2 separate regions of the Mus musculus genome follow, and region 1 is linked to region 2. A link is a contact called in public HiChIP or PLAC-seq data. All regions are on one chromosome and are shown on one strand. Each heading gives the region's core, a stretch centred on a gene start, on an enhancer-like site or on the middle of the called end of the contact. The rest is flanking DNA. Distances are from core to core; before and after follow the strand shown. Region 1 holds the start of Grk3 (G protein-coupled receptor kinase 3). Region 2 overlaps Myo18b (myosin XVIIIb).

Region 1 (2,700 bases), core at 22-2,521, 190 kb after region 2:
CCACTCCGCAAGGAGCAACACACCCCCCAAAAAAAACAGCGAAGGGCCAAGGCTTGCAAGGGAAGGCAAGCCAAAAATACCCAGCCAGCGCAGCTGTGTGTACAGTGTGACTCTTCCTAGCAAACACGGCACGGGGATTTGATGTTTCCTGGATCACGGGGCTCACAAACACGATCGGGAAAAAAAATAATAATCTGACCATTGTTCGGTATTGAAAGGTTCTCTGAGGGCTATGCATACTGCTAAGGAGACAGACGGTTTACCTGGCGTGTGTGAAGCCCTGGGTCCCATCTCCAGGACCTCAAAAAATTAGACGAGTAAATGTGTATATTTTCTCTCACATGAAGGTAGGTAACACTGCCGCCACATGGGCGTGTCACGCTTGACCATTTGAAAGGGGATGCAGCTTTGGTTTAGAGCCTTACAGAATTGCATGGTTCAGGGGTGGCTGTAAAGTCCGAGCCAATTTTTTCATCAACTCAAGGAAGCCACACCAGCTAAGCAACTGGCAGTGGGGTCAATTAAGAAGTGACACACAGCCCCACTCTGGAACACCGCCTAGAACTCCCCGGGACAAGTACAGCTCTAAGAGGCCATCACACCTCAGAAAAATCAATAATAAATCAGTCGTGATATTAAGAGCAACTTGGCAGCGAGCGGCCAGCCGGAGCCGGTGCAGCGGGAACCTCCAGTCTTGCAAGACCAGGCTAGGCTCAAGTGGCTCTCCTGTCATCCTTCCCAGAAAGGGCAGGCCGCCAGGGGTCCAAGTTGAGGAAAGTGGCTCAGGTAATGGCGCTGGTGACAGAACTGAGAACTCAAGGTCTACTTACTACTGCAAGGGGCCAGAGGACAGGGGCAGGGGGGCTGAGAGACAGACAGCCCTGCAACCAGCCTGGGACAGCGGGACGGAGGGGACTGGCGGGCGGACCAGAAAAGGAGGGAGAGGACCAGAGGGGACAAGAGGGGACTGGAGGGAACTGGCGGGGGAGGGGGGGGAGGGGGAAGGTGAGGGAGAGGACCAGGAGGGATCCGGAAGGGACCTGAGAGGGAGGGAAAGAACCGAAGGAGACTGGATAGGGCGGAGAGGGCCAGAGCAGTACCTGGGCTCCGGCAGGACGACCTTCTTGCTGGCGCGCGCGGCCGGCGCCGTCTTGCTCTTCTCCATGGCCATCAGGTAGCTGACGTCGGCCAGCACGGCCTCCAGGTCCGCCATGGCGGCTCCGCAGCTCCCGCCGCCCCGACGGGGCCACGGCGCGCCCGACGCGCGACCCCGACGCGGACCCCGACGCACCGCCCCTTCCGCGGCTCCGCGCCCCAGCCCGGCGCGCCCCCAACCGTCCGCGGCCACGCGCTCCTGACCCAGCCTCTCAGGCACCAGGGACTTCCTCTCCCTCCTCCTCTCCCTCTCCCTCCTCCTCTCTTCTCTCTCCTCTCCTCCTTTTCCTCTCTTTCTCACCCTTAGCTCTCTAAGCACAGTCCAGATGCCCAGTACTGAGTGGACACTCCAGGAGGTCTCCAATAGCACACTGTCCTGGAGAGGACGCTTCAAGAGGTATCCTGGAGTAGTCCCACCTGCTCTTTCGAATGATTGCCAAATAGAGGTCAGAGCTACAGCAGGGGGTGTCTCCAGCCATTAGCCCCACCCTAGACCTCCCTCTGAGAACCAAGCCAAGAGACACCAGCATAGAAGAGAAAGTTGCTTGGCTCCCGCCATGCAGGGTGAAGTGGGGTGAGAGTCCTGCCCTGGAGCAGCGCTGTCCCAGGGGACCCAGTTGATGGAAGCACTCTAGGTTCAAGGTCATAACTGGCTTGCATTCAGGTGAAAGGCCTCAGGGTGTGTGTCCAGTTGGGGGGCGGGGGGGTTAAGGTATCCTAGCTTCTGCAGGCTCTCTACCAACTCAAGAACCACAAGAGGAAGTGCCCCTATGAGAGTGCAGAGCCTCCTGGGTTTTCAGGGAAGTGGAAGGGCTGAGACTTGATTCTGGGCAGTAGGGAATTCCCAACCCTGCCTAGGTCACTATTTCATTTCTCTGCAGCTGGGCACAGGGGTCCACATTCAAAATCCATGTGGTACCTGTTAAGGGATCAGGAAATCTGCAGACATCATAAGCTTGCAGGGCCTTTATCCAAATTGCCATACATCACTGTGAACCCGGGATTGGCCAGGGTTAGAGTGAACTGTTGGGGGTTTACAGTCACGTTTTTTGATTAGTTCTCCTGCTTTTGTTTTCTGTCTATTCTGTTTCCCAAAGGACTAGTTTTACCAGAAGTTTCTCAATCCCCAAGGCACAGTATTTAGAGGGACTAGAAAAGGTATAGGTGGGAAGGGGTGGGAACATCCTGAAGGAGTTGGGTCTGCCACAGACAGCCCACATCACCGCTATAGTGCCCACTGTATAATGGGGCAGAGACAGGGAGAGCCAAGCCTTCAGTTGAATTTGCCAGTTCCATTCACTTTTTCACCCAAATATGGGAGCATAGATGCCTTGTCTACCCAGTGAGGAGAGAGGGGTAAGTTCCCCCCAAAACACATTGCTCCTTCATGTCTGAATATTGTTTCTTCCAAAATGTTGTTGTTGTTTTTTTTAATCATCTGGGATCCTCAGATGATCAGATAACAAATAACCCTCCCACCTTCCCCATTTTTGATTGATTGATTGATTGATTGATTGATTGATTTTGGTCCTTTTTGACCTAGTA
Region 2 (2,700 bases), core at 79-2,578:
AACGATTCAGCAAGATGGGAATCAGCGACTCCTGGGAGCCCTGCTGAAGCCTGGGTCAGAGCAGTGGGGGCTGGCAGCCATTTTGACTGCAGGCTCTTATCTCTGCTCCCCAAATCCTACCCAGCTCTGACTCGGCAGTGGGGCCACCAGGCGAGTCACACCAAGAACGCAGCCCCTTCTCAGCTAGGACAGTCTCATGTCTACAGAGCAAGGCATGGCTAAGCTATACCCCAGGCCTGTCAGAAGCAGTGAGAGCTCAGCAGCAGCCGCAGAGAATCAGTCACAGTTAAGGCGGTGGCTCTGACTGAGGTGAGCCGTGGCGCCTATAACCACAAACCTCACACGTTGTAGGCAGTGGAACAGCCAGTGGGCTGGAGGTACCTTTCATATCTGCTTCATGCTAAAGACAAGCCATGGGCATGGTCACAGAGAGACAAGGGACAGAGCCAGACACTGGAACTCAGTGTATGGCGGCTCAGGTGTAGACAGCATTCCATATTGAGCCAAGACTCATCAGTAAAATAGAAATACTACCCAGAACAACAAAACCAAAGGCTTTAAAAGTTAGGCAGTGACACCAGGGGGCTTGTGCTTGGTGAATCAAGTCACCAGATGGTTAAGAAAGACCCATGCCTAAAGGTCATTGTCTAAGATGCTCAGTTTTCAATAGAAGTTCTCTCTCTCTCTCTGTGTCTGTCTGTCTATCTGTCTGTCTGTCTGTCTCTGTGTGTCTCTGTCTCTCTCTCTGTCTCTGTCTCTCTGTCTCTCTCTGTGTGTGTCTGTCTGTGTGTCTCTGTGTGTCTCTGTCTCTCTCTGTCTCTCTCTCTCTGTCTCTGTCTCTCTCTGTCTCTGTCTCTCTCTGTCTCTCTCTCTGTCTCTCTCTCTCTCAGATATTATTACTTGTATCAGGGGAAGGAACTTTCAGAATGTGGACTCTTAGCCCACCGATCACAGATTTACAAGTACTCACTGTAGATTTGTTCAGAGACCTGAAGAAAGTGTCGCTCAATGAGTAAAGAGACAGAACAGGCTCTAGGCGTCTCCACGGCAGACCCTCTGATGAGATGTACCGGGTCCTGGGTTTGATTCCACAACACCAAAAGAAGGATGTGTTAATAAGCATCAAATGTAAAAATACCAAAAAAGAGATGTGAAGATTAAAAAGGACTGCAAAACTAAGAGTGGAAATTCTTCATTTGTGAAATCAAACCGCTGGACCTACAACTTCACCACAGGTGAGTTGGTGAGTTGGGAGTGGTATCCAAGGGATTGCCTGAATTGAATAACACAGAAAGGTGGGAATAAAGAATTAGTCACGCCTGGCAACAGAACAGAGCTGCATCTGCATGATAGAGCATCGAAGGACAGGGAGAAAACAGAATGGAGCCTCACAGCTTAAAACTTCCCCAAATTGTGTTCCTTCCTAAAAATAAAAGCTTCCTGGAGCTCCCAGGAGTTCAGTGAGTTCATTGGAAGGTGAGGAACCAAGGAAGTCAGAGCAGAGCTTGTGGCAGCAAGAAAAGTAAACTCCAAATGGCAGAAAATCTTGACCATGCAAGAGAGAAGCCATGAGCCTAACAGTGACTGGCTGGTTTGACACACACATCCAGGGTCACTTGGAAAGAAAGAACCACAGAGGAGAGATCCCCTGGGTCACACTAGCCTGCAGTCATGTCTTCCTGGATCGTTCATTGATGGGAGAGGGCTCAGCCCACAGTGGGTATCACCATTCCCTAGAAAGGTGGTCCTGGGCTGTATAAGAGAGGAGGGAGAAAGAAAAAAACATGGAGAAGCACGCAGAGTTCCTCTGAGGCGTCTCTTTAAGTTCTTGCTTGAGTCCTCACTCGATCTGCCTTGTGACGGACAGTCACCTGGAAGATGAAGTAACCCTTTGTGTCTCTATGTTCCTTTAATCCATGGTGTTTGTCACAGCCATAGAAAGCAAACACGACCCTGAGTAATGAAGCCCAGAAGTCAGTGTAACTGCACGGTAAAGATGCTGAGAGGGGAAAACCCTTTGTCAATCAATACCTTACAGAGCTGTGCTTCTAATCCTCCCAAAACAAGCTCCACCCATGCACACACAGGCTGGGAAAGTCAGTGCTACCAGATCTTGTATTCAGATTTGAGGCTGAAGGAAATGTTGACTCAAACCTTTAAAGACTGGAGAATAGCAGAACGCATTTACAGGAAACAATTAGAAAACAGTCTGAAGCCTTGTGTCATGGTGCATGCCTTTAGCCTCAGAACTCAGGAGGCAGAAGCAGGAGGATTTCTGGGTTAGAGGTTAACCTGGTCTACGAGCAAGTTCCAGGATAATGAGGTCTATATGGCGAGACTGTCTCAAAAGCTAAAATATGAAAATATATCTTAAGTGAATTAAAAAGACATAAGATTAAGTTTAAAATATTGAGCTGTATTAATGGGTTTATGGCATCTACCTATAACAATGGCACCAAGGCGTCAGGAGGAGGTGGGTCTGTGGAACAAAAGCTTTCTTTTGATTCAGTCTGGAGCCCAGTTGAGGGGGCAGAACAAATACAAGCAACACTCTTCAGACTGCGAATTTAAGAAACATACCATCACTCTGACACAAAGACAACTAACTGGACTTAAACCAAAGCCGCTGCTACAAATGACGAGGGACGTGTCCGGTGATGAAAGCGTTAACCTGCCAGCCAGCCAGGTAGATTCTTAGAG

The links. HiChIP or PLAC-seq counts read pairs in DNA pulled down with a chosen protein or histone mark.
Region 1: a contact with region 2 is called in an H3K4me3 HiChIP or PLAC-seq map of embryonic stem cells, with 2.5 times the contacts expected there. The contact joins the promoter of Grk3 here to the enhancer-like site in region 2. A contact is called at or near these places in 3 of 115 datasets of contacts at active chromatin or transcription factors (embryonic stem cells and stem cell-derived neural progenitor cells) and 2 of 9 other capture datasets (adipose tissue and embryonic stem cells).

The regions. Positions count from the first base shown.
Region 1 is chr5:113,014,267-113,016,966 of GRCm38.p6, forward strand. It overlaps Grk3 (G protein-coupled receptor kinase 3), which reads right to left and starts at 1,272. Exons shown (of 21, transcript NM_177078.4): 1 at 1,101-1,272. The coding sequence starts at 1,213.
Region 2 is chr5:112,821,288-112,823,987 of GRCm38.p6, forward strand. All of the region lies in intron 21 of Myo18b (myosin XVIIIb), which reads right to left. Among named protein-coding and RNA genes, the nearest start is that of 1700095B10Rik, 29 kb to the left of the region's middle. Within about 2 kb of position 1,329, at least 4 of the 459 cell types and tissues checked have an H3K27ac peak or open chromatin away from gene starts, as enhancers often do. A contact at or near this core is called in embryonic stem cells, where this site is marked.